Regions from separate parts of the Anas platyrhynchos genome. Here region 2 is linked to region 1. The links are chromatin contacts, called in public Hi-C maps. All regions are on one chromosome and are shown on one strand. Each heading gives the region's core, a stretch centred on a gene start, on an enhancer-like site or on the middle of the called end of the contact. The rest is flanking DNA. Distances are from core to core; before and after follow the strand shown. Region 1 overlaps PSD2 (pleckstrin and Sec7 domain containing 2). Region 2 holds the start of LOC113845171 (SLC35A4 upstream open reading frame protein).

Region 1 (5,588 bases), core at 1,125-3,624:
ATCTCATGCTATCTAGGCAAGGAAAAATGCATCTTTCTTTTGACCAGGTGTAGAAATGCCTGAACTTTTCTTTGAAAAATCTTTTCTTTATTTTTCCATGTGTAACATTAATTTCTTCTTCTCCTTCTCCTCCTTTTTTTATTCCTCCTTCTGCTTCTGGAACCTCTCTTTCTGCTCTTTAATCCTTTACCAGGTGGTAAGTGCAGTCATTCTAGTGTTTTACTTTAAAGCACTAGCATTTGACTTGGGTTTTTTTGTTTGTTCATTTTGGTTCTTTTTTTTTTTTCTGTGTTAAAATGAAAAAAAAAAAAAAAGGAAAAAAAAAAAGAGAGAGAGAGATTTTGTTTGTCCGGATCCCTAAGTTGTTGTGCAGTGAGTGTCCTTCACTACTTGGTAGCCCATTAGCAACTGATATGAGTCACATAAAATCCTCCTTGTGAAAAGAAATTGCAGGATACCTGGAACTGTGTGGCGTGATCTCTCACTCCTTGTTTTGTTAAATATGCTGTTGGTATATTACATATCACTTTTTTTTTTCTTTTTAAATTTCTTGTTTTAATATTGTGTGTGTATTTCAGTGTTTTCCTGTACATTGCCACGGAGTGGGACATCACTTTGGTTAGGAGAGGGGGGAGTTGATGTTTCTCATTAAATGGCAAATTGTCTACAGTAGTGTCTCCACAGTGGGCTAGTTCACCATCCCAGTACTGATGATCACATATGCTGAGTTCAGGCCTAAAAGTGATGAGACTGGCTTTAAAACATGAGATTTGCACATGGACACACCATAGTTCTACTTTAGTACTGTTGATTTTCTACTGCAGGTACGTTAAGACCCTGTTTTGAAATGGTCCTGCAAACATACTATTTTTAAAATGAGGTGCTCCATTTTCATAGAATCACATGATTTCTGGAGTTGCTGTTAAAAGCCAACATTTATCAGCAAACGTTGCAAGCTTTTTAATATAAACCAGGTTGTTCCAGCACTGCACAATGCTCTGCTGGTGCTGTTTGAGCTCCAGGAGATGTTATGACAAAGTACTCCTGTGCTCTATCTTTGACCCTCAGAGACAAAGCTTGGAGATGTTTCCTTTTGAATGCATATCTTTCTTCCTCCTTGTTCAGAACTGCTTGCCATGGAAGGACAGTGACAAATCAACACCTCTTCATCACCAGCACTCTCGATTACATTTTGCCCTCAGAGTACCAAGTACTTTGCTGAAGCCCAGCTTGTATGCTCACACTGTAATGCAATGAGCTTAAGCATTCATTTCAAAAAAGCAAACCAGCAGCTCTCATGGCCATTGGACAGAGCATAAAAATGGGACCCGTGGCAGCTCCTAACACCACATGCATCACTATTAGTCTTAAAAACACTATGATATCGTCCTTTGAGACAAGCTTGTGACTTCTCATTAGCTATGTGTGTTAGTAGCACTCGGAAAGCTGAAGTGCTCTGACAAGCAGCCACCGGAGCCACCTGCAGAGTGACACCAGTCTGCCCACTGTAGCTTTGTGTGGTCTAGGGGTCGTTGTCATCCAAAGTCTGCAGAATCATTCCCTGCAGCATGTTGATTTTGATTCTGCTGCCTAGAATAAATCCACTACCAGATCCCTTTGTCCAGTCAGACCAGCAAACCCTCACCTCATGATGCAGCATATGTGTAGTTTGTGTTGTTGTTTTTTTGTTTGTTTGTTTTCCCCAGGAGATAAGTATTTGAGGAAGGTCAGGAAAGCCTGAGTAAAAGCAGGGTCTGCCAGGGGCAGGATGCTTATGCTGGGAAGCTCATTGTGGATGCACTCCACTCACCACTTTGTACCTATGTTTGATGCCTGGTGCCTCCAGCCAGAAACTCAAACCCGTTACAGAGGGAGGGCTGGGGAGAGACCCCAGATAGCCACCCTTTATGACCTCTGGCCACCAGCAGCCTGCTCCTTCTCCTGGGACTTTCACATGGCACTTTTCCCACTGAGCACCCAGTGTTCCCTCATCCATACATACCTGCACAGCCTCCTGATGCTGGGACTTGGAAACAGCCAAGAAATACCAGGCTACACCTGAGTATCTTCCAAAGCCCATTTTTTAAAATGCGCTCTCTCACCCTCCTTCCTTTCTCCACCCCTACGTCTGTTATGATGCTGGCTGGTTGTTTGTTTGTTTGTTTGTTTTTCTGTAATTCACCAACCAGCCAGTACACAAACCTCCCCTCCCTCTGCTGAAGAAACATTTGCAGGCTTCCCAGCAGGTTCCCTGTGCCTGGTTCAGCCACTGAGCACTGTTCGGCAGGAGCATTTAGCTACGGGGTCCAGTTATGGGCAGCAGCTGTGGGGCTTTCCTGTGATAAAGCAAAGACAGTCGAGCCTCATGCTGTGCTGTACTGTGCCAACTGCAGTGTCCTGAGGCACTGCAGATTCATAACAGTGCTTTTTCTCTCTTTTCCTTGACCTCTCATGGAGGAGACAGGAGGCATCATCAAGAATTTCAGACAGAAATGCTCAAAGCTGCTCAGAGGCAGCACCAGCTCCATGCATGGCCAAAAAGCTTCCCTGCATACATAGATGGCAGGTGGGGGGGCTGTTGTGGGTTAATCCCAGGGCCTCACTCTTTGCCGATGCTTTCCTCAGGGAAGAAGCCCCAGGGGGTTCTGGCATAAGTCTCTCTCAAGACATTATTTTCTTGCACAGAAAAAAACACACCTTACTGTGCGGGGCACCTCTTATATTATCTGTTGCAGCTTCATCCCCTTCCAGTGAGGGCCTTCCTTTTCTTCCTCATCGAGTCCCTAAATGGGGCCCTTGCTCAGCCTTAGGACCAGTGGTGGTACCTCATCTCTCCTGCTCTCCTCTCACCACCTCCATTGTCCACTCCATGTGATTTCACCACAAGAGCTGTTCCTGGGGACTTTGCTTGAGGGTGTGGAGGCTGCGATATGGCATGACACTGGAGACATGTATCTTTCCTTGGTGATATCAGACTCCTTTTTCTGAACCCTACAATTCTCACTGACCCCCTCCACACCTCTGTTCCAGTCCTTTGGAAAGGTACAATTGCAGGGGGAGTCAAGGAAAAAGGCTGTCTGCCTCCAGCCCCTCAACCCCTGCAGGCTGAGAAAGTGACCTGGATATGGTGAGGGGTAAAAGGTTTGGGAAGACAGATGTCACAGACTAATATCACAAACTCCAGATGACCTGGCAGTATTGGCACCAAATTTATCTTGGCATTAACTGGTGATGACTGAGATTGTCTGTGCACTGCCCTCACACAGCCCAGCACCTTAGTTCACACAGTACCAGTAGCTGGATTATCTCTCCTTGTAACAACAATGAAAATAACAGTTTTCATCAATCATTGTCCAGCGCTGGTTGTCTTCAGGTGCTGACACTGCATGCTCATACAATTTCCCACACTGTAAGCTTGGAGGCCCGTCCCAGTTCCAATATTTAAAGATGGTTTGAGTGCTTGTCTTGAGTTTCGAAGCACAAATCTCGTACCAGGGCCAACCTGGAGGCCAGAGGTGAAATCAATGAGAAAGTTTGGAGCGAGACCTGGAGGTTGTTTTCAGGTGTTTTATCTATACAATTAGAAGAGATAATTTTAAGTGTTTTGTTGTTGGCATGAGCAAATAAATCAAAGATCCCAATAGAAAATAAGAGCAGAAGATGTGAATCTAGCTTTGAGTTTCTGAGGCAAACCCAAACCTTGCTTCGACATATAAAATTGTTCTTTAAAAAACAGTCTCATTTACGTCAAAACTTTCCAGAAGTTTAATGTGCTGCTTCTTTGCCTTGCAGAATATTGGCAAAAAGATGTCATGTCAACAGTTCATAGCAAACCTGGATGGGCTGAATGATGGGAAGGACTTTGCAAAGGATTTGCTGAAGGTAATATGGCACACATAGACAGTGGGATGCTGTCATTATTATGGCAGTGTAACCGAGTCCTACCATGACACTCAGAGCCCTTGAGTCAGCATTTTCTATCACACATTTATTTCATTAGAATTGTAATCCAGGTTATTCCGGGATTTATCTGCCCTCAGAGCATGCCGGGGGTCACATCCCACCATGGTAGTTCTGTGATATACCATGTGAGATACTGTACACAAAAAAAAAAAAGTACCAGAAATATGTCTGTCTGGCATGGATACTTTTCTCTGCCTTCAGTTCCATGTAATTATAAGTAGTACTCCAAGATAACTAGCTCAGTAACATGGAAGATTGGTTAGAGAAAGTATTTTCTCCTTCCATGTGATTTAGCACCACCATCATTTTCTCCACCTGCCACAGGTGCATCAGCCTGCTCTGTTTTTTGCTGTATGGAAGGAAGTTGAAAGGGCTAGCCTCACATCAGGAATGTCATGACAAGCTTTAGACATAAACTTCCCCACCAGCAGACCTTACCCTATGCCATTCCTCAGTATGGTGAGGGCTACCCGTGCGTTCTGCTTTTCTCGCCCGTTCTTTCCCTCCTAGTGCCTCAGAGGAGTCATTGGGAGTTTTCCTAGGAGAAACTGGAAAAGCTGAACCACAAAGTTATTCATCCCTCTCCTGCTTCTCATGGCAGTGTTCAAGCCTCCACTGTCCCTTTCCCCTAGTTAAGACATAGGAGGTGTTTTGGTATATACCAGACATTTCTGTCAAATTTGTGTAGGCCAGAGTTCACTCAGAACTAGGCTCAGCACCCAGGATTTAGCAAAAATATCATGAATGGGCTCTTGAGCAAGGCTGGCTGCCAAACACCTATACTCCTGACATGTTCAGTCCAAACTATAGATAACAAAGGGTTTGGGAGGACAGCAGTTGTATTGCTCACTAGCGAATACTTCTCCAGGACATTTTAGAAGTGAAGGCATCTCTCTGAGAACACAGACAGGGTGTAGAAGAAATGATCTCCACAAACCAGACATGTGTACTATTAGAGACACAGCTAATACCATGTTCTTGTTGCAGACACTGTATAACTCCATCAAGAATGAGAAGCTGGAATGGGCCATGTAAGTATATGTTAAGCATTTTAGAAAGAGAATATCTTTCAAAGTAGCTGACAAGTTGTGAACCCTGCTTTTAGCTCCAGAAGTTTTCAGAACATCTCCTGCCAAGCTCTTAAGTACTGAAATCCCTCCTGTAGGCAAACTGGGTTTATTTATGGTTTAGACACAAAAGCAGACAGAGAGATTGGTGGCAGTCTGTGGGTGCAGGTTCCGTAGAATCATAGAGTAGAATCATAGAATCATTCAGGTTGGCACAATCTAAATGGCGCAATCTAAATGAAGGGAAAGTCCCCTTTATTTTCTATTATGCCCAGAAAGTGCCAGTCCCTCTTCAGGCGCTTAAGAGCATGGTCTTTGCTCGAGAAACTCAAGATCTGGGGTTACTTTGGTCACCAAGACCTCCCTTCTCTTCCACACAGTTCCTTCTGGAATCACTGTGGGAGAATTGTTATGGCTGGAAGGGACCTCATGAGGTCTCAAGCCCAGCTTCCTCTCAAAGTGTTGACAAATGTTGAATTCAGACCAGATGCTCAGGGCTATGTTCAGCTGCATCTTGAAAACCTCCAAGGGTTTTCTGGCCTTTCCAAGGCCCCTCTG
Region 2 (5,588 bases), core at 2,027-4,526, 310 kb before region 1:
CCACGGCTCAGCTGATGCCACCACGCAGGCACCCTGAGACAGTGTCCCTGAATGAGAGGCACAGCTGCCCTGACAAGGACAGCACGGCCACACCTCGACCCCTGCTGCCAGGGGACACAGTGACAACTGCCACCTAGCACAAAGCCTTTGGTCCAGCCTGTGCTGGCTTCTCGACAGCACAGGCAGCGCCCCAGGCACCAGGCAGACACGGACACAAGGCTGAAGCACACACCGTGGGAGGGCTCATGGCTGCAGGCGTGCAGCCACATGCAATAAAGTGGGTGCCCCCTCACCAAGGAGTGTCCAGATCAGATGCGCCCCCAAATGGAGCAGAGCAAGGCTCTGAAGTGACAGAGGTGCCTTCCTGCAGGGAGGACAAACACACACACACACTGTTGAAACACAGCTTTAATAACCGTGCCGGAGCCAGCAGTGACTTCTGCCCACCAGGAATTCACTAGCCACAGCATTTGTACAAATTCAGGTGCTGTCTCCCCGTTGAAAAGCAGGCAAAACAGTTCCCTCATACTGTCCAGAGAGGTGGGTAGTAACGCCGTGCCCAGGACTGGCAAATGAAGCCCAGTGCCCACCAGATCTTCAGCCAGGGGCTGGGGCGAGGGTTAGGCTGGAAAACTGCAGAGGAGGTGGGAGCAATGCCCCCAGCCACAGTGCGGGGCTCTCCAGGCAGCAGCAAACTGCTCCCCGCAGAAGGCCGGTGCCTCTGGCAGGAATCATGCAGCAGGGCTGGCCGCATGCACGTGAGAAGCACACCAGAGCTAACCCTGCAACAGCATTTACTGGCCCAGGGGATGGGCGTGTGCTTCGGTGTGTGCTTTGGTGTGCAGAGGATGGGGGAAGCAGCTTGATTGTGATGTCCTGCACGCCAAGGGGCTCAGGATTTGCTCTAGAGCCTGGGCCCACCGGAGCAAGCAGGAGCCTCATGGCATGGAGCCCTGGCCAGGCTGGAGCAGAGCACAGGCAGGGCACTATCCCTGCTTCCTGGGCATGTAGATGCTGAGCAGTGCCCTCACGTGCATTTGCTTTAGGCCAACAGTAACACATTCAGGCACCTCTCACAATGAGAAGGTGAAGAGGCACCACCATGCTTCTAACACCAGCCCCAGCACAAGCAATGAACACCCCTGAGTAACAAATAAAAGCTGCCCTGGCGCATGCAGGGCAGGAAGGCAACAGCTATGTGACCCCATAGTACAAGTGAACAGCAAGGCCGATGCACAAGACAGCAACAAAGAAGAGGAGGGTGAGCTGCAGGTTGAAGAGCATGACAGACAGTACGGCATTGACCAGGATAGAGCAGGAGATCACAAAGAGCCTGGTGATGTTACTGCTGTGCTTCATGACCACAGACATGATCAAGCCGTTCAAGGCCTGGCTGACCACAATCACCAACACCCAGGAGGAAAAGCCCTCCAAGAAACCTCTCTCTGTGCTGCTCCAGAAATGGCCGATCAAGTTGAGCAGGACGCCAAAGAAGTAAAGGAAGAGGTTCTGAAGGCTGAGAGGCAGAGCCTGGGTTTTCAGGATAGCTTCTGTGTAGACAGCTGACAAACCTGATATCAGGCAGTACACCGAGATCAGCAACAAGCCCACGAGCGTGATGTGCAGCTGCATCCTGGAGGGGCTGCTAGAGTCCTGTGGGTCCTGCAAGCCTCCAAGGCTGTAGCTCACCCCAGCAGCCATCAGGAGGAAGAGTGCCAGCCACTTGCGCATGCAGAGTCTTTGACGCAGGAAGAGGCTGTAGAGGAGCGCAGTGCTGACAATCTTTAAGTTACTCAGGACCTGGTAGGTGCTGGGATCCATGAAGAGCTGCATGTGAACCACCAGATTGTTGTTTGCAGCATAGAGCAGGGCAGAAAGGGCAAAGGGAACGACGTGGTGCCAGGACACAGCAACTCCCAGCAGCTGCCGGTCCCAGGTCAGCAGGAAGAAGAGGGAGAGCACCAGCTTTGTCAGCTCGACGAGAACCACGACGGATGAAGAGCTGAATGGGATTGTGCCATCCACCTTGCACAGGGTCAGGAGGGGAGCGTGGGAGCCGTACACAGCCACAGACAAGAGCAGCATCAGTCCCCACAGCCCCCGCTGTGACACCCTGGGCACAGGGCTGAGCAGAGCAGCAGTGGCTTTACCAAACGTACCCATTTCCAGGAGGCAGCCAGCAGGGATGAGCTGCTACCAGCGGGGAGAGGCCAGATAGACTCACACCCCGGCACATTCAAGAAGAAAGCGAATACCATGAATTTAATGAGCCTGATTAAAACAGGATATTACCTGTTACATTTCTGATACAGAGGAAAGGAATGGCTTTGTTTCTCGTTAAGGGGAGAAGCAGAAGTCTCCCCAGGAAACCACACAAAGCTCGCTCCTAGGGCAGGGCACCCGCTCAGTGGAAGGGCATGGGGGCAGTGACAGCGGTTTGGGGGCTGCAGGGAGAGAGGACAAGGGAGCAGGCAGCCGGCACGTCCGAGCTGCTGGGGGTGAGGGTATGGTTGCCCCTCACCGTCACCGGTTACCGACACCCCATAACCAAACCGGGGAGCATCTCACAATGATCGGTGGGTGCGAAGCCCTCGTCCAAGGGGCAGGAGCAGCACGCAGGGACACAGGAGCCTCCTGCCCCAGCAGTGCCACTGACACAGCCGCTGCCGGCCGGGTTCCCCTGGCTAGTCCCCACCTTTCCTCAGGGAGCTCAGGTAGTCCCGGACCGTCTTCTCCACGTTGGGCACGGCGTAGTTCTGCGCTGCGTAGACACCCGTGCAGGTCCCCACCACAAAACCCAGGACGGCCGAGAAGCGGAGTTTCGCTACGAGGTAGCCGGCCAGGAAGCCCTTGAGGAAAGGAGAAGCCAGCAGGGAGCCATTCTGCGGGGACAGAGAGGAGTGAGGTTGCGGGACGGGACGGGGCGGCAGAGCCGTCCGGCCCCAACCCTCCTTACCTGCCCCACACCGGCGTGCACCTCGTCCTCCACCCGCCGCTGCAGGCTCTCCAGCTGCCCCTTCAGGAAGGCGAGGTCCTTCAGCTTGGGCAGCGGGTCCTAGGGAAACACACAAGCTGCAGCTCCGTGCCCGCGGCGCCGTGCCGGGCCTGCCCGGCCGCCCCACTCACCTTATCGTCCGCCATGCTGCCGCAGGCGCCGCCCCGCCTGAGGGCGGTGGGAGAGCCCGGCCCCGACCGCCGCCATTTTGAGGCGGGGCGGCGCGGAGCCGGCCGGGCGCCATCTTGAGGCGGGGCGGCCCCGATGTGCTGTGATGGCGGCGGGAAGGGAAGGGAAGGGAAGGGAAGGGAAGGGAAGGGAAGGGAAGGGAAGGGAAGGGAAGGGAAGGGAAGGGAAGGGAACCACTGGGCTGTGAGAGTGGCTTGGCAGACCCCAGCACCAGAGTCCTGAACAACACTGATGAGGAAACAAGAATGACTCCCCAAAATTAAAGCCTTGAACTTTCTAGGAGCTGGCAATTGTTTTGAAGCAGGCTGTCGTGGCTCTGGAGCAGTCACGGTGGTTTCTCTGTGGGGCTCTGCTCCCAGCAGAGCAGGTTGCTCGGGGTGAGGCAATCAGACAAAACCCCCCAGCTCCCATCTCATGTCTCAGCACATTTCCTTGCCCGCTTTGCAGCTGCTGAAGCAAGGTTACTCGTGTTGCTTTGCCTTCTCAGCAGCTGAGTAGATGTGTTTTGCTGGCAGAAACCAGTAACCCTGGAAGCCCTGCGTCAAGACAGAGCAGGGCCCCAGCAACACAGCACCTGCAGCCCAAGCACACTGCTGCCACTGCCATCTCCTTCCAAAGGAAGATGGCCCCAAGAAAACATCTTGTTTTGGGGCCCCAGGGCCACGGAGATATGCTCTGGCTTCAGTCTGATGTATTTACTGTAGCACATTCAGGAGCAAAAATGGCCTCAGCTCCTCCTTTGCCCTGGAGCAAGCACATGAACAGGGTGTGTACCTTCCTCTCACCTGCTGTGGGATGGAAAAAGCGCCTCTTGCTCTGCCTGGCTGCCTTTCCAGCTCTCATGTTTTGTTTTCCTGAAGAGGGGGATGAATCATCAGCTGCTACTATCCTGTGAGAGGACTTCAGGAATGGGGAAGCTCTTAAACAGCAAAGGAGAGACTGCATCCAAGTGACCTAGTTGACAGCTGCATCTCTGCCAAGTTACCAAGTGTACCTGCAGTTTCCAAACAATAAAAGCACAGCAGGGTTCAGCATGGCCTCCAGGGACTCAGCTCTCCTTCAGCAGCCACTACACCAGTGACTGGGGCATTTGGCTCCACTTGATTGGTTTGGGAGCCAAAATGGGAGGTTTGGTGTCGGTCTTTGGGGAAACCACAGGCAGGATGCTTGCTTGGGTGCTACAGAAAGCGGAATCTCTTCAGATGCTAATAGCTACGAACAGGCAATACAGGAAGCTGATTCATGTGCTGATAGAGTTTCCAGAGAAAAGGCTACTTTTCACCCCACTCAGGGAACAGGAGTAGACAGGGTCTTCTACTTCCAATATATATGTATTCGTATTTAAACCATGATATTAGTATTGATTTATGAGTGTTTTATAGCCCCGTGAATGGAACACATCAATGCAAGTAGCTGAGATCGTGCTTTCGATACAGTTTGTAAGAGGAAGGGAAAGAGCAAGGTGGGACAAAGGAAGTGTGTGTAAAGAGGCAGTTAAAGAAAAGAACCCGAGGAGAATGCTCCCCTCCCCACAGAGGCTCACTGAAGGGAGAAAAGTGGGCAGAGAGCAGCAGGGATGTGGACATGGCTTTTGGCTGACCTCTCCCAGCTGCAGCAGCATTGCCCAAGAGCTCAGCACAAAGAGGAGCTGGAGTTGTGTAGTCCTTCTGCAAATTAGGTCTGTTGCCATGGATTAAATGCACGAAGAACTGCTTTGTCTCAGTTGTGGCCATCCAGATTTTGTTCCCAAGAGTGGAAATGATGTGGCATGTTGCTCTTGTGTGGTTTCTGCTCAGCTTTTCCTGTGGTAGCTCCACAGCAAAGGATGCCCAAGCTGCTGGGAGCAGTGCAAACTGATGGGCACAAATGCACTTGCAGGCCTGCCAGCTTCCCTTTTTCTACCTTATTTTGTCCATGGATTAATGAAAGCAAAACCTAGTTACTGCTCCATCTGTGGAGTTGTCTGAAAAAAAAAATATATATATATATGGCCAAAGCCTTGAGGAATAAAGCTTCTTTTTCAGTGAGGGGCAGTCAAGGGGACACCTCATCCCCTGCACATACGAACAGTGATCTGTCAGCGCTTGACTCAGCATCCTGCTGACACACTTTGTTCCTTGGTATTTGGGCTGGTTCACCACGAATGTGATGTTGTCTTCCAACCTGTGCTGTGCTGGTTTGTGGCTTCCTCCAGGAGGCTTCATGCCTGGCAGCTGCTCCCAGTTTCTTTTCAGTGTGAGCACGTTCGTTCTGGGACAAGGCTGGTGTCACAGGGATGCACCTCTGGAGGGAGGATGGCTGGGATGTGGCTCTGTTCCTGCACCCAGTGCAAAAAACACTCTGCTGAGCTGTCTGGGAGGAGACCACCGACCAGGCCAGGCTCTCAGCCCGCTGCTCAGAGGGA

The links. A called contact is a pair of places that touch in the nucleus more often than the background predicts.
Region 2: a contact with region 1 is called in a Hi-C map of skeletal muscle, with 5 times the contacts expected there. The contact joins the promoter of LOC113845171 here to the enhancer-like site in region 1. A contact is called at or near these places in 3 of 8 Hi-C or Micro-C datasets (F1 follicle, skeletal muscle and subcutaneous adipose tissue).

The regions. Positions count from the first base shown.
Region 1 is chr14:11,955,852-11,961,439 of IASCAAS_PekinDuck_T2T, reverse strand. PSD2 (pleckstrin and Sec7 domain containing 2) reads left to right here. Exons shown (of 15, transcript XM_072023363.1): 8 at 3,792-3,882; 9 at 4,951-4,994. Among named protein-coding and RNA genes, the nearest start is that of PSD2, 61 kb to the left of the region's middle. Within about 2 kb of position 2,374, at least 1 of the 8 cell types and tissues checked has an H3K27ac peak or open chromatin away from gene starts, as enhancers often do.
Region 2 is chr14:12,268,958-12,274,545 of IASCAAS_PekinDuck_T2T, reverse strand. LOC113845171 (SLC35A4 upstream open reading frame protein) reads right to left here and starts at 3,276. Exons shown (of 3, transcript XM_027468547.3): 1 at 3,127-3,276; 2 at 2,957-3,055; 3 at 391-2,882. The coding sequence starts at 3,141. The coding sequence ends at 2,685. The region is part of intron 2 of NDUFA2 (NADH:ubiquinone oxidoreductase subunit A2); the gene reads left to right. SLC35A4 (solute carrier family 35 member A4) reads right to left here and starts at 2,163. Exons shown (of 1, transcript XM_005009969.5): 1 at 391-2,163. The coding sequence starts at 2,163. The coding sequence ends at 1,195.